Linked DNA regions of Mus musculus: all the other regions are linked to region 2. Evidence: chromatin contacts called from public HiChIP or PLAC-seq, Micro-C and promoter capture Hi-C data. All regions are on one chromosome and are shown on one strand. Each heading gives the region's core, a stretch centred on a gene start, on an enhancer-like site or on the middle of the called end of the contact. The rest is flanking DNA. Distances are from core to core; before and after follow the strand shown.

Evidence for each region. Promoter capture Hi-C pulls out the DNA fragments that hold promoters and counts their contacts. Hi-C and Micro-C count contacts between places; a contact is called where the count stands out from the background. HiChIP or PLAC-seq counts read pairs in DNA pulled down with a chosen protein or histone mark.
Region 1: a promoter capture Hi-C map of embryonic stem cells shows a contact between it and region 2, with 2.6 times the contacts expected there. The contact joins the enhancer-like site here to the promoter of Zc3h18 in region 2. A contact is called at or near these places in 3 of 39 promoter capture datasets (the 3T3-L1 cell line, embryonic stem cells and liver) and 4 of 115 datasets of contacts at active chromatin or transcription factors (the NIH/3T3 cell line, embryonic stem cells and pancreatic cancer cells).
Region 3: an H3K4me3 HiChIP or PLAC-seq map of bone marrow-derived macrophages shows a contact between it and region 2, with 2.4 times the contacts expected there. The contact joins the enhancer-like site here to the promoter of Zc3h18 in region 2. A contact is called at or near these places in 6 of 39 promoter capture datasets (the 3T3-L1 cell line, cranial neural crest, embryonic stem cells and 2 more) and 3 of 115 datasets of contacts at active chromatin or transcription factors (bone marrow-derived macrophages, embryonic stem cells and neural tube).
Region 4: a contact with region 2 is called in a Micro-C map of embryonic stem cells, with 12 times the contacts expected there. The contact joins the promoter of Cbfa2t3 here to the promoter of Zc3h18 in region 2. A contact is called at or near these places in 1 of 39 promoter capture datasets (neutrophils) and 1 of 484 Hi-C or Micro-C datasets (embryonic stem cells).

What each region holds. Positions count from the first base shown.
Region 1 is chr8:121,879,213-121,884,918 of GRCm38.p6, reverse strand. Slc7a5 (solute carrier family 7 (cationic amino acid transporter, y+ system), member 5) reads left to right here. Exons shown (of 10, transcript NM_011404.3): 9 at 1,151-1,328; 10 at 1,824-3,773. The coding sequence ends at 1,879. Gm26812 (a long non-coding RNA gene) reads right to left here. Exons shown (of 4, transcript XR_879277.2): 4 at 5,401-5,706. Among named protein-coding and RNA genes, the nearest start is that of Slc7a5, 26 kb to the left of the region's middle. Within about 2 kb of position 3,933, at least 8 of the 459 cell types and tissues checked have an H3K27ac peak or open chromatin away from gene starts, as enhancers often do. A contact at or near this core is called in embryonic stem cells, where this site is marked.
Region 2 is chr8:122,372,877-122,379,297 of GRCm38.p6, reverse strand. Zc3h18 (zinc finger CCCH-type containing 18) reads right to left here and starts at 2,682. Exons shown (of 18, transcript NM_001029994.1): 1 at 2,498-2,682. It overlaps Gm39270 (adenomatous polyposis coli protein 2-like), which reads left to right and starts at 2,214. Exons shown (of 2, transcript XM_030243895.1): 1 at 2,214-2,937; 2 at 5,758-6,007. The coding sequence starts at 2,227. The coding sequence ends at 2,865.
Region 3 is chr8:122,020,011-122,025,762 of GRCm38.p6, reverse strand. Banp (BTG3 associated nuclear protein) reads right to left here. Exons shown (of 14, transcript NM_016812.4): 12 at 5,119-5,244; 13 at 1,617-1,760; 14 at 1-199. The coding sequence ends at 128. Among named protein-coding and RNA genes, the nearest start is that of Mir7237, 45 kb to the right of the region's middle. Within about 2 kb of position 3,877, at least 78 of the 459 cell types and tissues checked have an H3K27ac peak or open chromatin away from gene starts, as enhancers often do. A contact at or near this core is called in bone marrow-derived macrophages, where this site is marked.
Region 4 is chr8:122,675,587-122,681,262 of GRCm38.p6, reverse strand. Cbfa2t3 (CBFA2/RUNX1 translocation partner 3) reads left to right here and starts at 3,088. Exons shown (of 12, transcript NM_001109873.1): 1 at 3,088-3,401.

The DNA.
Region 1 (5,706 bases), core at 2,684-5,183, 500 kb after region 2:
AAGGAGCCCTGGACCAACACGGTGTCTGATCCCAGCCTGGCCTTCCTCCGGGTCTCCTTGGCAAACAAGAGAACCTGTCCTCTTCTGCTTGAGTACTGTATGAAGGGTACATTGGAGGCAATCTGCTGGGGTCAGAACAAGTGTCAGACTTGTCCCAAGAGAGCTGTTGGGCAGCAGCTTCTGTTAGCCAGCGTGTTCTCCTTGGGCACAAGGCTGACACAGCCACACTGTCTTCCTGCCTGTACTTGGTGGTCTCCACCAATAACACAAGGAACCTGGTAGCCAGTTAGTGGAAGACCCCAACCATGCTGGCTTGTGCCACTCAGTCCTCCAGGCTATGGGGACAGTCAGACTGCCCACAGCTGGTCCATAGAAAGCTCACAGATACCCGTGGGCTTCATCCCCAGGCACATGGTTGGAGTCTATTCTGCTGAGGCTCTTTCCCACAGTGGGAGTCCATTTTTAAGACTGTGGGATTCTGGACAGCAGTCTGGCCTAAGCCCAGCTCTGTCTGTTGGGTTATTCAGTGTTCAGGCTGCTCTGCCAGAAGCCTGTCTGCTTGGGCTAGTTACAAGCTGTGGCTTTGGGATGAGCCTTTATCTCCACAAAGGGCCCTCTGAGAAGGCAGGGCTCCTTGCTTGTTGGTGGGTAGCCAGGTTCTTCCCAGAAGGGCCAACCTGCCACTCGCTCTCTAGGCGGCCATAGGTGGGTATTCCAGCCAGGGTTTCCATGCCTGGTGTGAGGACTGCAGAGCCTACCTCTGCTGCCCTGTGGAAGCCTCAAGAGAAAGCAGGCTAGCTGTGTTCATTCCTACCTATACCAGGTGAGTTTCCAGTTCTTAGATGCTCAGCACTGTGTACTGCGGTCAGAGTGGGGTTGAACAGGACAAGGCTTCTGCCCTCCACAGGCCCATGACCGTTCAAGACAGGCAAGGCGGGCGGCTGGAGGCAGTTAAACCACTTGAAGGCAAAGGCCCAAGGTCTAGGGAGGTGTAGGTAGGCAGACCCGAAAGAAGATGATGGCTCGAGGGCACACGCCAGCCACAGGGCAAGAGGTGGGAGCCTTCCACTGTGTCCACGGGCCATGGGTGTGTGGAGGAGACTCTCCACCAGGAGATCCTGGTGGCCTACATGTCGCCATTGTGTCCCAGGTGAATCTGGCCCTCCCGGTGTTCTTTATCCTGGCCTGCCTCTTCCTCATTGCCGTGTCATTCTGGAAGACACCCATGGAGTGTGGCATTGGCTTCGCCATCATCCTCAGCGGGCTGCCTGTCTACTTCTTTGGTGTCTGGTGGAAGAACAAGCCCAAGTGGATTCTGCAGGCTATCTGTAAGTGTGCACACCACTGCCCATACCAGTCAGGGCGGGAACAACAGGGATGAGGGATCGTAGGTCCTGCCATGTGCACCCTACAAACCAAGAGAATCATTCATGCTGGGCCTCAGGCTTCGTGGTGCAAGCCAAGGGTTTGCACACTAGTGTGTGGGCCAACATTGAGAGTCATGGGGGTACAGGGAGTAGACTTGGGGTCCCACCCTCGCTGGTCTTAGCAGGCATTCTGTGGCCAGCTGCCCTGCGAACTGGCAAAAACCCCACCACTGGCAACTAGCTCAGACACGGTAGCCTGACAACATAGAGCCTGAAAAAGTTGTATCTGAGGCGCCCAGCTCTGGCTGATTCCAGTTGGCGTAGGACGTGTGTTCACCATGTCCAGCCTCATCACCTGAGATTTCAAAAGGGTAAACGGACTGGTGAGAGTAGGCGGGCAGAGCTCACGCCCGATCCTCCACCCTGAGTTCACTCCTGTCCTCCCTCTCCCCGCAGTCTCTGTGACGGTGCTCTGCCAGAAGTTGATGCAGGTGGTACCTCAGGAGACTTAGTCACGTGTCCTGGGTGCTGCCGCGCTGTGCCTGCTCCAGACAACTCTCCTTTGGAAGATCAGCGGCCAGGCCTGTCAGCCCCACAGCTCCAGTGAGCACCACCAGCCGCCTAACACAATCCACTGTCCCTCAAACGTCAGGTGTCCACAGTGGCTGTGAAAGAAAACTGGTACGATTTGGTCCCAGAAGGTGACCGTCCATGGTCCATGCAGACACAGCACCCAGTATGAGGCGTGCTGGGACCTGAGGCCTGGACTTTCTGACTTTCTGGGGACTGCCACATCCAGGCTTTCTCCCCTGTGATTTTTGTTTTGTTTTGGTTTTTGTAGCGTGCATTTGGGTCAAGTTTACACTAGCGAGATGATTATTTTTTAACAAAACAGGGTAGCAAGGAGCAGGAGATGCCGTGGCCGCACAGTCCGGCCCTGTGGGAACTGCTGGCCACAGCTCTTTTCCCAAGGCTGTCGTTCAGTAGCATAGAGTGCCTCAAGGGGACCGCATCACTGTCACCAGGTCAGAAGAACTACTGAGACTTGCACATCACCTGTTCCACTGTGGACTTGGACTGACAGATGGACGACACATATGCTAGCTTGGACTTTAGTTTTCTGGGACCCTAGAGATGGAACCCCAACCTTTCTCATGAGACAGAGCTCTACTGTGTGGGTCACTTGTTAGGTTGAAAATGTAGAGCTCAGCTCTCGCCGCCCTGAAGTCCTGGCTCCATATGAAAGATCTCTGCAGCCATGACCCTAACAGCACCTAGCTGTCCGCTGCAGGGCCTTGTGCTCTGTGCACACAATGCAGCAGTGCCCCGGCTCTCACACGCACAGCACTCCCCGCCCTGCCCCACCTCTCTTAGAACCAGACCAGCACCATGGCTCTCCCACCCCCACCCCCACCCCCAAGCACCTGGTCTGTCCCCATTGTTCTTGAGACTGCTAGTAGCATTCTGTCAAAGTCACTACTGCTCCCTCCAGCCCCACCCTTAGCCATTGTTCAGAAAAATAGGCACCAAGCACCCCTCTGCTCTCTGCCACCAGTGTGGTGTGACCACTCCAGCTCCCTGAGTATGAAAGCCACTGGCTACATGTGTGGGACCATCCTGCAGCCTTCCCGTTGTGCTCTGGGTGAGACAGTTGGGTCCAGCCAGCACATCACTGAAGGAGCTGATCTGCTGGAGGGACTTCAGGATGTGCGTCCCCTGCTGGCCTCTGCCATTGCCTCAGACCATGGCCTCCCTGAAGGGGTGTCTACTGGAATGGCTACTATGCAGTTCTTACATAGTGGTGACTTACCACTGGCCACCCTGACCTCTCCTCTGTGCTTCTGGGGTTCCCTTTCATTGGGGTGAGGAAGCAAGGTCAAGGTCAGAGTGCCTCTTGAAGGTTCTCCCAGATATGGGAACTGGGGTCTCTTCCCTGGAAATGAGGGCAGGGACCCAGTTCCATCCTGGGGTGTGTCCCCAGATACAGCCTGGGTTAAAGGGCAGGGATTCATGGTGCTGACCCAGGCTCTCTGAGAAGGCCCTGTCATTCCTGTTTGTGATGTTCTGAGGATGCCCATCTGTAGGTTTTTATTTTCAAATCAAGCTCCGACCACCGCCATTTTGCCCAGTGCTTTCTATTTTGGTTTTATCCTAACATGTCACTGCCCTGAAAGACACCCCTACCTGGCCCCTTTCAATGGTCAGTGTCTGACCCACCACACTGGGTCCATCTGCTGTGCCACCTGAGATAGTGCTGTGGTTATAATGTCTTTTACTATTGTATTAATGGCTAGCCTGTTACATTAGACTGGGGGGGGGGTACAGAGGTCTGCTGTTTTGTGAGGCTTTTTGTTTTTTTGGGGGGTTGGTTTTGTTTTTTTTAAAAGCTATTGGAATTCTAAGCTGCTGACTGTGTTCTGTGGTCTGTGCCAAATTCCCTGTGTAGGAAGCATCTTTCCTCCCAGCCCACCCAAGTCTCACAGCCGTACATACATTCCTCTGCTCACCAACCCCTGAGGGTGACAAGGCTGGAAGGAAGCCAGGGGGCCAGGGACACATTAAGGTCACAAGAGGGAGAGGGTTTCTGGAAGCCTCTAGGTGGGAGGGGCTTGGCCCAGAGGAAACCAGTAGGCTAATGGTGAGGCTAACTGTGCTGAGAGCACCATCTGAGGGGAGGTGCAGGAGGAAAGGAGCCCAGCAAGAAGTTAAGTGATGCCAGGTCATCTCACAACACACACACACACCTGTCTCATAGACAGGTCAGACTTGGAAACTAGGGTTCACTGCTCTTTGCAGGCTAGCATGGCCCCTAGGCTAGCATCTGTGGCAGAGGGACCCTTGAGGTCTTAGAACCCCTACTGGGTCTTGTCTTCCAAGTCACATTTGCTAGCCAAGGGACTGGGTACTGTTCGGGTCCTCGGGGCCAGCCATCAGTTTCCAGGTATCACTATCTGAACAGAGAGTAGCTATAAGAGCAGAGGGTTCTGATGGCAGGTGTGTATAAGCCCAAAGCTGAGGCCCTGGGCAACCTTCTCGGCTCTTAGCTTGACATCCTGAAGCAGTTTGGGAACTGCCCAGCAGAGGTACCTGAACACTTGGCCACTCTGAGGTGAGCCTGTCACATACATACAGTACTGCCCCCCCCACTTCCCTATTAGGAGACGGGTGGGGCAGCTATGTCCACAGGCAAATGAAATGGTGGTGGCCCATACCATCCTTCCCTGTTGGTAAAGCTAGAAATTCAGTTATCTGCACATCTCTGAGGTTCATAGACCCAAACACTCCCTGCCTTTTATCAGCCCCCACCCTCCCTGCTCACACCATCCCTGTTCCCTTCCCCACCCAGTCATGCTGCCCCTGTGCCTATACAGGACTCCGCTAAGTCCTAGGCAACGACAGGGCTTGCAAGTGATTATGTCCCTGGTACAGTGATCTTATGAGGCTCCTGGAGCTGAGACAGGTGCTCTGCAAACCCCCACAGCGCCACCAGCCCACTGCCCTCCAGCCCCTGTGAGGACACCACAGGGGGGACACCACACTGAGCTGGTAGCTCTGTCCCTAGAGAAGGCAAGGGGCCTTGTCTTCCTCAGGTTAGCTGCAGGTTTCTCCATCTTCTGTTGACCTCAACGTACTTGACCTGAACCTTGTGTCTTACTTGAACCCTGGCTGTGTTACACCCATCTGCAAACTGCCACTTAGCCCGCAGTGAGCTGGGCACTACCTTCAGCCTGTTACCAACAGTTAATGAGCCAGACAGGGAAACTGAGGCATCCTGAGTAGATAGGACAGAGCCAGTGGACATGGCCTTTTTGAAGCCACAACACCTGTCTCCACAAACATCCCAGCACAACTGATTTGCTGTGCAGGCCTCTGGTCTTGAAGGAGCTCACAAGAAGGAGAAAGTGGGGAGCCAGAGCCACATTTGGTAGCTCTGGGTTGAACAGCTTGCAGGGGACCATGAGGGGCCAGCCCAGCTGGAGACTGCAGAGCCATCCCCCACATCTCCAGGCATTAATTAAGCAGGTGGTTGTGAAATGAGAAGGAATCAGGATTTATTAAGAGCATTCTGCAGGATTAGGGAAAGGGGGTGGGGTCTTGCGGTGCTGGGATGGGGATGCCTGGCTTCATCCGGTATAAGCATCTCAAGGACATTTAAAACAGAGAGAATCGGACCAGAGGGACCCTAAAAGTGGGTGACCCACAGTGGTGAGAAGCAGTAGACGGAGCGGGCATTCTGTCAGCCCAGCCAGACTCGGACAGGGTTGGTTGCTGGTAGGTGAGGCTGGGAGGGCACAGAGAGACAGACTGGTGGGACCTCTACCCAGCATCCTCCACTCCA
Region 2 (6,421 bases), core at 1,433-3,932:
CCAGAATTCCTCTCTAAGTTAGGAATCTTGTTTCTTGCACTGTGCATTACTCTGTCCATCTAACTGCAGCACACAAACTCCAATAGTTTGTTTGAAGGCTGTTATAAGTTGGGATCTTGTTTCCAAAAGCCCATACTGGGAAATCAGTAGAGGGACTGATCTCCAGCCATGCTCCAAAAAGGTCCACTGTCTCTCTAGGTATCAGTATTCTCTGTTAAGACTAATTCTGCCGCTCGGTGGTGGTGGCACACGCCTTTAATCCCAGCACTCGGGAGGCAGAGGCAGCGGATTTCTGAGTTCGAGGCCAGCCTGGTCTACAAAGTGAGTTCCAGGACAGCCAGGGCTATACAGAAAAACCCTGTCTTCAAAAACAAAAACAAAAACAAAAACAAAACAAAAAAAAAAGACTAATTCTGTGTGCTACCCTCTGCTGGCTGCAGGGAACTCATGTGCTACATATAAGCTGTGAATCCGGGGATCCTCCAGCCCAGCTACAATGTTTACAATCTTCTTACCCACTAACCCAGTAGTGCAGGACTCTCACAAAGTTTAGAACTAACCTTTAGTCCTCCTATCCACAATGGTGAACCTGTTCAGGGGTGGAATGACAGTCTTTCAATATCTCTGTCCCCAGCTGCATTTGACATACTGGAAAATGCTTGACTAAACGACAAAACCCCATGAATCCAGGAACCACCTGTTGCATACTAGAAAGAGATCTAATAAAGTTGCCTGTTTGTAAAACATTGTAACAGAACTCCAGAGCAGCGTTCTGCTCTTGTGTCAGCAGCAGCTCAGGAAGGCCAAACTGACTCCAACCACTCTACTACTGACAGAACAGTTATGTCGTGGTCTCCTCACAGCTGGGTCATTTTCAGCAACTGCTACAAGCTACTTAATAGCCTGGCCTGGTGAATTTACCAATTCAGGTTAAAACAACTCTTGGGCAAACATGGGGTATGACTTGGGGAGGGGGGCAGGGTTTCTCATCGTAGCCCTGACTAGCCTCGAACCAATAGAGATATACCTGCCTCTGCCTCTGCCTCTTGCGTTCTGAGATTAAAGACTTGGTCACCACTGACTGGCCTACTACTGAGAAACGTGTTCCAAGTAGGTTTTGTTAAGGAGGCTCGATAACACACAAATACAACTTCTGGAAAACGACTTTTCCTTTGAACCAAGGTCTCACTTTGTAGCTTTGGCTGTCCTGGAACTCACTATGTAGACCAAGCTAGCTGGAACTAAGAGACCCCCTCGCTTCTGCTTCCCCCCAAGTTCTGGGATTAAGGTGTGGGCCACCATACTCAGCTGTGGGAGATGAAGTTTAGCAGAGCAGAGCCTATGTTGATGTCTAAGTTCTGTTATGCCTGGTTAAAAAAACTTATTCATAGCTCCATCCATGTATAGAGCAAGAATGTCAGGATGTTGAAAACACCACCCGCAAAGTGACTTAAGCTCTGCAAAAACTCTTCGGTAAGGAGATGGTCTCCTTGGGATGGTCTGCAGATGACAAGCTATCTCTTTGGAGATGAGCAAAGCAAACTTACCTGCTGAGTGTTCAGGAAGTAAATCCGAAGTGCTCTTAAAATGTTTGAGCATTCCCCATCTACGACTAGAGAGGAGTTTCAGCTTTGGGGACATATTGATTGGTTCCAGAACTGGCTGGCTTCAAACGTGTTCAGATCATTCGCATTCTCCTCTCAGGGGGCTGGGAAATGGGAACTAGCCTAGGGACAGAGAATCTCAACCTCTGCCTTGGGATAGGTAATGTGATGAAGAAGAAACAAATGCCTTCTTCTACTACCCTCAAATGGGTCTGAAGATTACTCTTGTTAATAAGTGCCAAGAAAAAGCTCATTTGAAACAGCTATTGTGCCCGGTAAACTCAGCTGTCAAAAGTATACGGGAAACTAAGTATCTAGTAGGGGCGAGACTATAGGTCTTAGTTTAATTTCCTTCTAGCACTACAATCGCCTGGCTACTTTACACTAAAGAAATGGCATCTCTAAGCTCACAGTCCAAGAGGCGAGGAGGTCACACTTCCTAAGCGACCCGGGACTCTTGGAGCACAGTGGGTCCGTCCAACCTGTGCTCGCTTGAAGTTGCGAGAGCAAGTTGCAGGAGGCTCCAGAGAGTTCAAAGTTCCCTGCAGAGCCCGTCGAGAGTCCAAGCGGGCCTCCTCCCGAGCCAACCTGCGCGATCCGCTCCCCTTTGTGGGCGGCGAACATGTGCCACGCCGAGTGGCCCGGAAGGGAAAATGACAGCTTCAGGAAAAGCAACTTCACCACGGCAGACCGCGGCGCGCCACGGCACCCGCCCGGACGTCCCAGGCCGCAGCGGGCTCGCGCCTGCCCGCTGTCCCGGCCCGCGCTTCGGCCCGCGGCTGCGCACAGCCGGGGGCGCGCCCGAGAGCTCGGGAGGCGGCGCCGGGCTCCGGGGCCTCGCTCCCGCCGCCGCTGGGGCGGCCTTCTCCCCGCCGCCCGCCGGCCCAGCTTACCTCAACGCGAAGACGGGAGGCGGCCACGGCTCCGCTGTGGTGGGGGCAGCGTGGACGAGACGTTCCTCAGCCTTTTCGCTCCTCACTGGCTCCGGCTTTGGGCACGACGCGGGCGGAACAAACGGGCTCCACTACCCGCGGGGGCCGGCCATTGTGCAACGTCATCAGGCCGCGACGGCCGTCTTGCGAACCGGCGGGCTTCCCTCGCTAGCCCCGCCCTCTTCCGCACTTCCTTCCGGCCTCCGCCGGCCTCGCCTCCGCGGCGCGCGCTCCCAAGGCTCTGCTACTGCGCAGGCTCACCGAGGTCGACCCCGCCCTCTAGCGGGCCTCCTGGCGGCGCGTGCGCAGTCGGTGGCTCTTCGTGGTAGTTGCTTGGGATGAGATCAGATGAGGAGCAGGCGGGATGCGTGCCGGAAAGGGAAAGCCCTTTGAGGCTCTTGGTGAGTGCGAGTGGACACTTCCAGGGTCTGAAAACTTAGCATTCGTTTCTTCAGGGCACGAACTTTCTGCCTTATTAAATATCAATATTTTGCCGGGCTGTATTTAATCCCAGCACTTGGGAGGCTGAGGCAGGCGGATTTCAGAATTCGAGGCCAGCTTGGTGTACAGAGTGAGTTCCAGGACATCCAGGGCTACACAGAAACCCTGTCTCGGAAAAAAAAAAATCAATACTTGACCAAAAGTGTTTTGGGGGCTGGAGTGTAGCTCTGAGGTTGAGACAGCACCTGCCAAGTATGTGCGAGGCCCTGGTACCCTCAAAAAAAAAAAAAAGATTTTGGAGTTGAAGGATTTAGATCCTCTTACCTGTTTCTGTGACGCTAAACATCTCTGGCATCGTTAAATTACCGTGACCCAGTGTAACCTCCCTGGGGAGGACTTAAACTGATTGGGTCATTTTTCAGTCCCCTCCTACTACCCAGATGGGGCTCAGCTGCTGGAGCCCGAAGTCCAACCCCCCCCCCCCCCCATGACCTGATAAAAGGTACGGAGATCATTAGGTACTGACCCCTTGCAAATTTTGAATCTGATCTTGGTCTTACTGGTTAGGGGCTGCCTGTCTTCCTCAAAGTGAAACCACCCGGATGCCCATAAACTGATATAAGGGGGGGGGGGAGTTCTGGTCTTACAGTCCTGCATTAATTGGGCCACAGAAAGGGATGAAGTTCAGACACATGCTACAAACACCGAGGACGCCTAGGAAGGCGCCAGTCATGACAAGTCGAATACTTTTGACTCCATAATGCGACTGAACTATGCCGCCCACCCTCCAAGTTACTTACATGTGAAGTCCTAGCACCAAGCTGGTATGGATTTCAAAGCAGAGCCTCTCCGTGAGGGTATAAAGGTGGGGTCTGGATCTCATAGATTGGTGTCCTTCAATAGATACCAAGGAGAGCTATTTGAGAGATCATGCTAGTGCTGGGATTAAAGGTGGCTGCCAATCAGGTCAGACAGAAGGTTCTCCCTCTCTCTCCCCCCTCTCTCCTATGTATGTGTGCATGTATATATGTATATCTCTTTTCATACACCACCACCACCACCATCTGAGGAGACAGTGAGAAAGCAGCCATCTGCAAGCCAGGATTAGGCCACGCTGGCCTCCCACCTCTGGAAGAAAATTAACACCAACTGCTCAAGCTACCCAGTGAAATGAGCCGAATCAAGCCAGATTAGATCTTATTCAAGCCAGGTTTACTGGGAAGCTGCTTGCCCGCGAGCTCACTGACCCCAAGGACTGAGGCCAGGGGAGTTGCCAGGTCTGCTTAGCTATGTAAAATATGCACCTTGGTCCCTTATAATGGGGTCTAAAACTAGACATTGTCCACCTGCATGCTACCATGCTCCCCTCCATGATGATGGACTGACTAATCTCTGAAACTGTGAGCCCCTAATTAAATGATTCCTTTTTATAAGGAGTGCCTTGGTTGTGGTGCTTTTTGACAGCAATAGAGCAGTAACTAAGAGACCAGACTTGAGTAGTTAGCATGGCAGTGCAAGCTGCATAATATTCAATTTATATAAAAATATAAAATAGGCGAGATGGCTCAGCGGGTAAAAGCTCTGACTGCTCTTCCAAAGGTCCTGAGTTCAAATCCCAGCAACCACATGGTGACCCACAACCACCCATAATGAGATTTGACGCCTTCTTTGGGTATGTCTGAAGACAGCTACAGTGTACTTATTTATAGTAAGCGAGCAGGGACTGAGAGAGCAGGGTTGACTGGAGTGAGCAGGGGTCCTAAGTTCAATTCCTCACAACCACATGAAGGCTCGCAACCACATACACACTCATTCTGTCAGTTCTGTGTCTCTGAGTCATACAGAGCTCTGAGATGGTCAGACAAACACTTCATAAGATGTTGGTGGCCACCGCAGAAATGCAATCAGTAGAGGCTGGGGAGATGAACTGGGGAACGAGTCGGCCTTCCAGATGGATTCTGAACTTCCCTCCTGTTCTCTATGCTCTCCATCCCTGGCTCTTGCCTGAGTTAATACCAAAGTCCCCTCTTCTCACTCTTGCTTCATTTAGAACCCAATTTCAGCAACTCCTGCAGTGGCTTCTTCAGCCACAAGATAAAAGCTACACTCCTGGTGCCCCGCCTCCTATGGCCTGGTGTCCCTGGCCCATTTCTCCCATACTCACATCCTCTTTCCTGTCCCCAGGTGTGCTGGATGGGATTTTCTTTTCTTCTCTCTCTCTCTCTCTCTCTCTCTCTCTCTCTCTCTCTCTTTCTTTCTTTCTTTCTTTCTTTCTTTCTTTCTTTCGTCAACTTGACATGAGCTAGAGTCACCTGAAAGGAAGGAACCTCAACTGAGAAAATGCTGCCCCCATAAGATCCAGCCATAGGGCATTTTGTAAATTAGTGATTGATGAGGGGAAAGCCCAGTCATTAGTGCATGGTGTTATCCCTGGGCTGGAGTTTCTGGGTCCTCTGAGAAAGCAGGCTGACTGAGCCATAGGGAGCAAGCCAGTGAGCAGCACCCCTCCATAGCCTCTGCCCTGCTTGAGTTCCTGTCCCGACTTCCTTCGATGGTGCTGATAATGACGATGACGATGAAGAACAGTGCTGTGGGAGTGTAAACCAAATAAACCCTTTCCTCACCCAACTAGCTTTGGTCATGGTGCTTCATTGCAGCAATAAAAAACCCTAACTAAAGACACCAGCTCTTCGCATGGGCCTCTCAAACTACCTGAAACCCCTCTGTCTGATTCACATTTATTCACGCCTGGGTCTTACCATGGATGGAATTCTTTTCAGCCACCCTCCAGATGTACTGGGGAGAGGTGCCACCTGTGTGTACTACTCAGCCCTGCCAATCAAGGCATGCCCCCGGCAGAGTGTTCTACACCAGAAATCCCTGCAGTCTCCATTCAACAGACCCAGGTGATTCTGATATTCCAAGTATGTGAGATTGGTGGGTGACCTTGGGATCCAGGAGACATGGACAAGAGGAGACACCAAAAAATATATATATATGGCTGGCGAGATGGCTCAGCAGGTAAGAGCACCCGACTGCTCTTCCGAAGGTCCTGAGTCAAATCCCAGCAACCACATGGTGGCTCACAACCACTTGTAATGAGATCTGACGCCCTCTTCTGGTGTGTCTGAAGTCAGCTACAGTGTACTTATCTATAATAATAAATAAATCTTTGGGCCGGAGCGAGCAGGGACTGAGGGAGCAGAATTGTCCGTAGTGAGCAGAGGTCCTAAAAACTCAATTCCCAACAACCACATGAAGGTTCACAACCATCTGTACAGCTACAGTATACTCACATACATAAAATAAATAAATAAATCTTTTTTAAAAATACAGGGAAAAGTTGTGGAAATGGCCCAAATATTTATCAGAAGATATTTCAATATTGTAACTAATACTACACACTAACAATGTTGCAATTGTTAAAAATTACATAAATCTGGA
Region 3 (5,752 bases), core at 2,628-5,127, 350 kb after region 2:
CCCCTGGGAGGAGCAGCTCTCAGATGCCCAGCAGAACCTGCAGTTGCTTGCTGAAGCAAGAGAGCAGGGCACGAGTGGGGCAGGGTCAGCGAGCAGCTGTGACGCGGTGCTCCTGCAGTGCCTGGCCTCACTGGATCTGGATGGCCCCATGTTCAAGCTGCATGTCGGGCTGCAGAGTGGGCTGCAGGGCCTCTGCGGTCTGCAAGGGGGTGGGAGGGAGAGAAATGAAAAGGGTTCTAGAAAAACACAGTAGCACATGTGTGTGTCAGCAAGCCACCTATGTGTTATGCAGAGCCACAAGGTTCACAATTAGAAAAGGCACGCCAACTTCAGAAGCCAAGGTGCCAGGCCACCCCTGACCTGAGGAGAGACAAGCATGTCTCACATCCACCCAGAAGAACGTGGGCAGCTGGGCATACAGCTGACAACTTCCCAGCCTTACCTCACGGTGCCCCGAGAAACAACTGTAATTAGACACACCACATTTTTAACCTGACATATTTCCCTAGAACCTCAGGGTCACACTGACTTCCTACAGAAACTGCCCCAGTGTTCTAAGTGGCATCTTGGAACAGCTTAAAGACATGGCACCTTTCAACGAAGTGTATGAGAAAGTCTATGAAGTCACTGCTTCAAGGTGAGGACTTGCAACCTTGGAATAATGACTGCTCTTCCATCTCTGCTAGACTGCAGATGCACTGAAGGATAAGTCACCTAAGATTTGGTGCAGAGTTAGCATAGGTTCTGCACCACATGAGGCCAAGGTCTCACATGGCTGGCACCTGACAGCTCTTGCTGTACATGTAAGTCTCTGATTTTTAAAGATAAACAAAAAAGTTTCCACTCTCCCTACTGAGGATGGCATGGCTGAGGCCATAGCCAGTTTATAAATAAATAAATAAATAAATAAATAAATAGGAGGAGGAGGAGGAGGAGGAGGAGGAGTGCAGCCCAGGTGTGGGCAGCTATGCACAGCTGTGTGGCACACTGAAGGAAGTGTCTTGAGGCGTGATGGGGGTCATGGCTGAGGCCTGCAGATGGGAAGTCTTCACTTAGGCCCAAGTTCCTTCTCTGAGAACCTGGAAGATGTCATTCCGAGGCCTTCAGGAAAGGAATTCCACAGTGCCTTCTCCTCAGATGCCTGGCCTAGCAGCTCCGTAAGCCCTTCCAATGCCTGAGGCAGACAGGCTTCAACAGCTCCTGGGAGAAGTAAAATCCTGAGCAGCCTACAGCCAAAGCCCTATTCTCGAGTTCAGGTGAGCGGAACCCTGTGAGAGCCTGCGCTGCTCACTACACCAGGCTTAGGCCGCAGAGGAAGGAGTCCAGGAAAGCTGCCTGTGCCAGCAGCTGTGCAGAACAAGGTAAGGAGACTTGACCTGTGGAACAGACTCCACTGTAGAGTCTTCTCCTCCTACCAGGTCACCTGTTCTTGCTGGGCTGAGATCAGAGGAGCCCACAGACGCTGATCTCAGGAGTTAAGAGTAAACAGAAGCCCCACGCCTGATTCAGACCTGTATGCCTCTTGACAAGGGTTCCTGGGTCTACAGGTATGTCAGACAAGCCCAAGTTCAGTATCTACTAGGGAGGCTGGTGGGACCGGGAGGGACAGGACTCACCTGCGCTGCGGCTGTGTGGTCACTCACAGGCGCCAGCTGGACATACTGAACCTGAATGTCACTGCCCTGGAGAGGCGACCCATCTACTCCTGTAGCAGCAGGGTCTGAAGAGGCCACGGCTATGAGCTGAGCACCCTGCAGTACCTGGGGTTGGGGACAAAGCCAGGCTGGTCAGTGGAGCTCGGGTCAGCAGACCCCTATCCTCTTCAGGTCCTGGAGCAGCAGGAGGCCCCCAGGCCTGCAGCATGGATGTAAGTGCAATGGAGCCTCACTGCCCAGTGCAGAGAGACGTCTGCTTATGTGAGTGTTGAGTCTTCGACTGTCATGAAATATGCCACATTCACACTCAAGTCTTGCAGAAACACCCTTGTGACACACAGGCATTAGTCTTTTAAAGCCCGTGTCAAAACAAATAAGCTAGAACTTGAAGCCTGCACGGGCACACTGAAGACGGCAGAAGAGCTTAACAAAGCCCTGGACAGAGCCCATGTGGAGCCAATAACTTTAGATAGAGAAGCAAAAGGAGAGGGAGGCTGCAGAGATGGCTCGGTGGGTAGACTGCTTGTATGCAAGCATGAGGACGTGAGTTTGGAGCTTCAGCATCCACACAAATCAAGGGCAGCTGTGTATGCCTGTAACCCAAACAGGAAGACTGCTGGAGCTAGCCTGTAACCCAAACAGGAAGATTGCTGGAGCTAGCTCACCATCCAGCCTAGCCAAAATAGTGAGCTGCAGGTTCAGTGAGAAAGCTTGTCTCAGGAAAAAGGTAAAGACAGATGAGGATACCATCCACCTCTGTGTGCGTATACACACACACACACACACACACACACAGACAGAGAGAGAGAGAGAGAGAGAGAGAGAGAGAGAGAGAAGGGAAGAGCTACTGTGGTGGGGAGAGTGAGAGGTAAACAGGCTGTGGGGAGGGTATAAGCAGAGACACCAGGAGCAAGTCACTACAGAACAGACCCCTCGGTCCTTCTTAGCTGCATCCTTCCAGCATCCTGACCCTGTATAACTAGTGACCCTGCCTCAGAATGGACCTGGAGGAGGGACTAAACTCAGGGTGACCCTTGGGGTGACCCCAGCCCTGGATATTCTTACCACTGATTCACTTCCCACAAACCACACCTGGTGCTCACACAACTGGGCAGGGGGCTCGAGGCAGGCAATGCAGAGCCTCCATCTGCTCCTTCACAGTTGCCAGGAACCATGGGCCCCGCCCTCATCAGTGTTGTACAGTCCCAGGCAGGCAAGAACAGCAGTGGACGGAATGCCCATATTGGAGGCTCCTGTGGCATGATGGCACACCACCCTTTGGTATGGAGAAGACCATGTGGTTCCCCACAAGCAGAGACAGCAGCACAAACACCCAGTCAACTTCTAAGAAGAGCTGTGCTGTCAGATGACATGTGCCTTTTTAAAGGACACACTGCAATCGAGGACAGTGTCTCTTATGCTAATGAGGGTCTGCCAAACGAAAACACACTCAGGTTCACGGTAGTGGGAAAATATTGAGGGGGGGGTACTTTTTTTAATGACTGAAAAGCCCTTTTTAACATTTTTGAATAGCTAAGAAAAAGTGAGAACTATTTGGGGAAATGACTGCCAAAAGACTGAATATAGCTGTCCCCTTGGCAACTGCTGCTGAACTCCGTCAGATGGGCTGCAGTGACAGAATCAGGAAGTGGCTCTTTCCTAAGGACTCTTGGCATGTCTTTGGGAAGTGGTCGCTCTACCTCTTTCCTGGAGAGTGCAGTGGCTTCTGGGTCATCTCACTTCCAGTGTGAGTCCGCGCACCTATGGAGGACCTGACAGACTCTGCTCAGGGAAGAGTCAAGAGACAGCAGCAGCAGTGACAGCCTGTCCCTGCACACAGACAGCCCTCCAGACACACCTCCCTGAACCTGCTTACTGATGCTTTTCTGTATGTCAACATCTGGGCATAGGAGGACAGGAATCTCCATGGGCCATGGTGACAGGCAGTGGGCTATGCAAACACAGGGGAGCTGGCCCTCGGCCCTCTCTAGGTGCTTAAACTCAGGTTAATTAAAAGGAAAGAGGGTGTGCAAACACACATCTGGGCTCTGGTTTCCAGGCAAGCTCAAAAGTCCACATAAACACTTGCCTGGTACTTCTGCCCCCAAAACCTCAGCGTTCCCTATTCCACACCCACTCTGGCACAGCTGCTGCACAATGCTACTGGCCACACCCTCCCTCTTCAGAGCAGAGCAGGGCAACAGATGCTGAGTTGCCCAACAGCTGGCTGACAGTAAAGGCTCCTGGTTTTAGATTAAGCTAGGCCCCTTGCAGAGGGAAAAGCCTGAACAGAGTACAATGATCCAGTCTTCTAAGAGTCACTGACAGAGCCCTTGGGTTTCTCCTTCACACTGACTTGTAGGCAAGGTCATCGTCTGTGCTCAGAACTACATTTCTCCAGGCCTGGTGCTCTGCTTCATCTGACCAAGCAGGTCAACGTGAAACAAAACCTAGAATTTTATATTTAGGAAAGAGCAAGCAAGAGCTCCTGTTTGGGGACGGCCATTGGTGGCAGACTTGGTTAGAGCCTTGGCTCTTCCAGACTCTTGACCTTTCATGGGTAGGCAGGGCAGCTTGGGCTCTCTCTTCCCCTGCATTTACCCAGAATACCTCCTGCTCTCTTTACTCAGCAGTTCTTGTGGATCTTATTGGGTCCCACATGCTTCTCTGCCAACCCTGCAGGCTAGCGAAGCCATGCTCTACAGACAGATGAACATTTCCCACACAGCATCTGAGTCCCCGGAGCTTCCTAGTCTCACTGCAAGAACCTGAGGTCAAACAGACAGGACAGTGTCTATGGAGGATCTTTGGCCCACGTGTACCTGGCTGTCTCCCCTGACCTACCCTGGGCCATCCACCAGGGTAACCCAAGGACAGGCAGTGGGAGGGGGGGGGGGTTCCTTGAACAGCAGAAGCAGCAGCTTCAGAAGGAAGGAAAGGACACAAACACCAGAACTGCTGCAATAGCAGAATGGCCCTGTCTCCAAGAATGAAAGGCTCCGTGGGACGAAGGCTCCAAGCTCAGCAGATGGGCCTGACTTAATGGCCATTCATCAAGCCATATGTCTTCATATGCCATCAATTGTTTCGTATGCCTATACACATGTCTTAAGACACATGTGGTCATAGATGTGCACATGCACACATCTGCATGTAAAGTCCATGCCTGTTCACAGTGACCTTGTCAGCAATGCCAAACCCCTAACATGCACCTCCACTCTGATGTCTCTGGCTGCCCAAGCAAGCTCTTAGCCTCAGGCCTCTGTGGGATTCAGCATAGACAGTGGCAGTCATTGTGGCAGCCTCTGTAAGCCTGGGCTTAGTGTGTGGCACAGGCTCTGTAAGGACCTATGGCAAGCAGGACGTGCCTGCTGTCCAGAGCTCTGACCTGACCCTTCTTTCAAGGTCCCTGGAAAACACTGGTCAGGCCACCCACATCTCCCGACAAGAAACACTTACAAACCTGGATCATTTCATTTCCAGCAGGCAGATCAAGTGTGTCTCCTCCCAGAGGCCAAAGCTGGGAGGGATTAGCCTGGGCCACTGAGTCACCGCTGACAGGAATGGGATTCTGGCACAGGCCCCACGACTGGAAGAGATCAGAATGGGGGCTATAGGCTCTGCAGGGACTTGTCAAGCCACAGATCCCACCTTGTGGGGAAGAGGTAGGAAAAGGAGAGGTGCTGATACACTGTGGCTGCCTGGTTTGCTATCTCCTGGTAACTCAGAAGCCAGGCCACATTTGGAAACCCCAAGTTAGGAGTTATGACATAACCAGTTCCCCAATCATGTTACATTTTTACAGGTTCCTCCATGATGAATTTAAAGTAGCTGCAGTTGCATTTAAGGAAACTCTTGCAATCACAGAACCAGTTTCCCAGAAAACTCTGCTGTGCTGATTGTAGCAAACAACACCCTCCCTGCTCAGCAGCGCTGTCCTACCAGCACTGCCAAGAAAACCACTTTCTATATGAAACGCGAAGCTGCTGAGACGTGAGGTGTTATACTGTAGGAAAACCTGAATTTGCAATATTAAGACAAAGGTGTAACTTGACCAACCAATCAATGAATGGAAGCAAGATTCCCAGCTGGAAAAA
Region 4 (5,676 bases), core at 1,839-4,338, 300 kb before region 2:
TTCTTTCTCAGTAGTGTCTCTTAACATAGCCCAGGCTGGCATGGAACTCACTATCTTTCTGCTTCGGTTCCCAAATGCTGGGATTATGGTCACTGGCCATTGCACCTATTCCTTGTGGAATAGAATAGAAATGTGCATCACAGAAAGAAAAGCTGTGAAGGCATCAAGGTGCCAGACCAGAGCCCATTCCCCTACACCTCTCAATGGCACATACACTTTATTATTTACATAAGGTGTTTAAAATGTCATTGATATCTATATTTTTGTCTCCCGGGGTTTTTAAAATAAATAGACCAAGTTTTTGAAGCAGATTCATAGAAAGATTCATAGAAAGATTGATCAGAAGGCAGAGCTGTCCCTGGGTCTGCACAACATGGATAGTGTCCCTGGTGTAGGGCACTGGTAACTAAGGAGTGGACAGAGACTCAACAAAACTCACCTTTATAGTGAGGTCCAGTCTGAGTTTCGTATTCTGCGTGTTTAGTTAAATGTCTAATGATGGTGTCCGCCGTCAAAATGTCACCCTGAGCCGTGAGAAAAGGAGGTGCTGCCCTTCTGGGGGGTGAGGATAGCAGAAACAACCCAGGTGTAGCTGGAAGTGTTAGACATTGAGATTGCTTTCTTTAGAGAAAGGGGCTTCTGTTCTAAGAAGAGCCCCCAGCTGCAAGTCTGGTGTCAGCTCTGTACTGTGAGCTCTGTACTGTCAGCTCGGGCAGGCACAGCCCCTCTCACAGCCTCGTGGGAAGCAGGGACCAGATAAAGGTAGAGAGCTGACTTCACTGGGGAAAGCCACACTGCCATAAGCAAGAGAAAGTGGCTCCTTTGAATTGAATCAAGCCCAGGTCTCTATAGACAATAAAGAGCTTCAGGCGGCACCTGATTTCCTGAGCGGCTGCTGCCTCTAAGGTGTCCACGTGATCCCTGGTGCTTGGTGACTCTTTGTTGTTCTGAGAAGGCGTGTGTCTTGCAGATGGACTGGATACACAGTGTGGGTTGAGAGCTTCCATAAGGTAACATGAGAGTGTCGAAGAGCTGTGACCTGGACATTTCCACAGGGAACCAGCTCTTCATAAAGTAGCAGGGAGACCAAGTGGGTAACAAATGGGCTCTGGAAATGTCTTTCCAGCTGGTGGAAAAATGGAGGGACAACGGCTGTCAGGACTCGTTGTGACTATGCTGCAGTGGGGCCGGCCCACTCCATACAAAGCAGCCCTCAGGGCCCCCACCATCTCCTCCCTGTGCAGCAGCCATGGCTCTCTCTTGGGAGAGCTTCCTAGCTGAGAGGTTTACCTGTCACATTGAATTCTGTACCTCCAACAGAGGTTGTGAGCACCTTTCTTAAGTTCAAGCCACACACTGGCCACTTACCACAAAACAGACATGCCACCCAGCAGCACGAGGTGGGTAAACCTGCAGCTCAAGCTGAGGGTCCCACTCCTGCCTCAGGCTGAGCTCCCAGAGACTGGCTTACGAGGTCTGCTGAGAGGCCACTCTGCCGGGGCCACTCTTCACGACAGTATCTCTGAAGAGGACTGTCCTTTGCTTTCTCGGTGTACACAGCACACTAGCAGCCACACAGCTGGTGTCCATATGCCTGGGATAAAAAGTTTGCGGTCTCAAGCCACATAGCCAACTCTTCTAGATCCACATTCCTCTGTGAAATGGGCTCGGGACCCTCCACTCCTCTATAAGATTGATACATGTGGCCAGGGAGATCTGAAAATGTGGACAGTTTTATAGGTGTCAGACTAGGATTAGATAGCATCCTCCACAGAGGGAGATCCGGGAAACCAAGGAGCCCAGATCCCACCCCAGGAGGACCGTGCAGGAACGCTTTTTCAAGAAGGCAGAGGTGAACCCCTGAGAGGGACCCCAACTGGGGAAAACCAAGCCACTACAGCAAGCCTGGAAAGAAACGGAGGGTATTTTTACTTATTTATTTATTTAATTTTGGCACATTGCTAGATTTTTATCCTTCACATGCAGATGTATGCCTAATGAGATGAAAATCAAGCCCCCCCCACCCCCACCCCCCCGCTGATCTGAAGTTCTGGCCCCTTGTCTCTGCAGGCGGTGACCCTGGGTCTCTCCTTAGTCTCAAAGAAGCAAAGTGTGAGTGAGTGAAAAACTGGGAAGGGAAAGGAAGGAAGTGCAGCGAGTTTGCTCAAATGTACCAACCGGAGGAACGCCTGGGACTTGTCGCAAGGCGCCTCGAGGAAAAGTGGGTAAAGTGGGTGGGGAGCAGGCTCAGAGGAAGCAGAGAAAGTAGGACGCGGACAAGCAGAAGCAGCGGCTGGGGGCTTTTCCTCAGGTTGACATTAAAATGAATGATATGCAAACGAATGCAAAGCATATGCGAACGCCGGCCCCGATGGCAGTGGGGAGAGCGGGATCCTGAGCCCACTTGCCGCAGGTCGCCTGGCGCCTTGGGGACCAAGGCCGAGCGCGGCGGGTGGAGCGCGCCCCCTGCCGGCAGAACGCGCAGGTGGCCCGGGTACCCCGAAGGGCTTGCGAAGGGGGTGAGGGGGGGTGCGGCGGCCGAAGGAGGGGCGCCCGCCTCCCCGTCCCGGAGTAGACACCGCGGCTCCGGGAGCAGCGACGCCGTCGGGCTGCGACTGCTCCGAGGTGGGTGTGTGCGGTGCGCTCAGCTCGCCCGCCCTCCCGGGGCGCGGCCTGCGCGGGGCGGGGGCGCACAGCTAGGAGTCCGCCCCGCACCGGGTTGCCCCGCGCCGCACGCACTGGCTACGCGCTGGGACTCCTCGGCCCGTTCCCACTCCACGGCCCCGCTCTCCTGCATCCGTACGGGGGTCCCACGCGCGGCCTGGCGCTCCTGAGGTCCCTACGTCCTGAGTCGGACCCCATAGCCAAGTCCGCCGGGCGCGTCCCGGGGCCCCTCGGCCACCCGGGCGGTGGAGGCGGGAGCCGCTCTGGGCATTGGGCGGCGCCGGGCGCACGGAACCGGGCCTCTCTCCGGCGGCCGGCGCCCCGGGGCGGAGCGAGCGCGATGGGCGTCGGGCTGGAGGCAGGTGGCGCAGCGGCGGCGGGGCGCGGGAGGCGGGGGCGGAGCGCGCGGGGCGGGGGCCGCGGGACTCGGTGAGACGCGCGGGCGAGCGCGCGGCAGCAGAGCCGAAAGCACGGCGGCTGGACCCGGCGGCCGCCGAGGCCGAAACCACCCGGGCAGCGTGCGGGCTTTGTTCCCGCGCTGGGGGCCGAACGCACTCGGCATGGCCCAGGCGGTCGCCCCGCGCGCCCCGACCCCGCCGCGCGCCTGAGCCCCGCGCAGCGCGAGAAGACAGCGTACGGATCGCCCCCAAGTTATGGAGGTGGCGACCCAGTGAGAAGGAAAAGCCACTTCGGGAGCCGGGTTGCGAGAGAGCTACGGTCCCCTGGAGCTCCAGACCGTAAGTGCCGCCCCTGCCCTGTTCAACACCGCCGCTGTCACCCTACTTTGCCGGTTGCTGCCGTCCCGGGGGTCCTCGCTTTGCACCCCCTCTCCAGCCCCTCCACTTTACAAAGTTCGTGCCCACGGCAGGGTGGAGCCAACTCTGCCCACTCATTTGACTGAGTTGCAGCCACCCTAGGTGAGCAGACAGCTTGACCTGTCCAGAGTGTGTGTGGTTCATCTTTAGGTAGGAGCTGAGTCGGTGGGGGAGTATGGGCTCCCCAACCACCACCCACAAGCGCCCCCTGGGGTGCCGGGTCTCCTGACAAAGACTGGTAGCCTGAATGACAGGGCTCGGGACTGACTGGAGTAGCGGGAGGGCAACCTTCCTGGGAGATAGTGCTGGCAGGAGAGGGTCTGCTGCTTTCTCTAGCCCTTCCCCCTCTTATTTTGGTCCCTGGATCAGCCATTAGGGCCATGGAGCTGAGCATCCTTCCTGATGGTCGGGAGGGGATCCTGACCGCCCTCCCTGGGGTCCTGACAGCCAGGTGCAGGCACAGCCTCCGGCTCTGATCCTTCTCACAGGCTTTGGGAACGGTCCATCTGTGTGTAGGGCAGGCCCAGAGCCAGGCTGTGGGAACAGCGGGGAGGAGGTGTGAGGAGGTGTGAGCACCGCGGAGGGACAGATGGCTGGGAATTCAGCCGGAGTCGGGCTGACTAAGGTGGAGCAGAAGGCAGCCAGGCTGGCAGCTCCTGGCTTTGAGCCGCTGCCTTTCAACTCATGGCCCTGAACTTGGTGTGTTTGGGCTTCTTGACCACAGTGCTGGCTGGACCTACCCCCCTGCTCCATGAATAGAACTATCTGATCATGTGAGCTAAAGCTGACTTTCAGAGCCCAATTCCTCAAAATAACAGACGATCTCATGCTCCTGTTTGTAGGGTTGATCCCAGTAACTGTCACACCCGTCCCTCCTATCCTGAGGCCAGGATGTGGCTTCATTATGTCTGGCTGGGTGTGTGCTTCCTCCCGGCGCTCAGAAACAGGAGGTTCCCAGGCAGCCACTCAGAGGATGGGGCTGGCAGAAGACAAAGGGAGCGGTCACTTTGCCCTGGCATTGCCCTTGCAAGTTGCTGGAAGGTTTCAGAAACTTCTCAAGACTGGGACTCTCTCATCTCCCTAAGACCCCAGGGGCTGGTCTGAGAGAGTTCAGCCATACCCGGCCAGAATGCACTTGGCTCCTGGCCTGGGAAGAAGTAGGAAAGCCCTGTGAGAGATTTCTGGTCTTGTGCATGGAGGGATCCTGATGGGGGCTACACTGGGGTCATGATGTCACCCCACCTTGGTCCACTGAAGGGCGGAAGTCAGAAGATGTGGCTGTCCCCAGTTGGCACTGGGAGCCCACAGTTAGAGCACCAAGCTGAGAAAATGCCGCTATTTGGGACTGTTTTTTTTTTGGGGGGGGGGCACAACCACTCTTGTGCATTGAGAGGGAAAAGCAGAGAAAGGAGGAACCCTGCGAACAGAAGGAACAGATGTGGTGCTCGGTGCTGCCCGGGAGCTAGACAGACACGGGGAGGGAGAATATCACGTTAGGACTGATTTTCTGGCGGAATCCACCCTCCCGGGAGGTACTGTGATCTTGATGAGAGGGGAGAAAGGGAGGGCCATGTGTACCTGGCACACCACCATCTTTTGCTGTGTGCCAAGCCTGAGCTGGCATATGGAAGACACCCCTGGACAGTTCCTTGCAGGATGCTCTGGGGCTGCTGGGTGGTCCAAGCAGCTCTCAGGTCCTTGTCTGGCTCTTCCTCTGTTACCGGGTTATCCATGTAATTGAGTTACCACCTCCAGGAAATCTCTCTGATTGCGCTCCACATATACTCCTTTCTGCGTGACTGAAAGAAACTCGTTTTCCTTCCTACACGCAGATCTGGAAATGCTGGCAAGGCTGGGTCACTGGGCCACAAGATCTGAGCCAGTAGGTTTGCCCACCATGGAGAACCAGGCTTAGCTTCAGCCTCTTCTGATGCAGAAGACAGGAGGGTGTGTCGGGAGAGGTGTTTCCCACCACCTTCTGGAATGGTCTTCCCTCCCCCCTCCTGCACTGTAAGCGGGATGGGTTTGGGGGTGGGGGGGTTCTGATTCATTCTCAGCCTCCCACGTGCCAGTGGGATGGTGGTGAATTAGATGGATCTAGATATCCTCCAACCACCAAGAGAACCCTCCTAGCTCATTCATGGCTGCTCGGGTGTGCATGTGTATGCTGGGTGCGCATGGAATCCAGCACAGGACA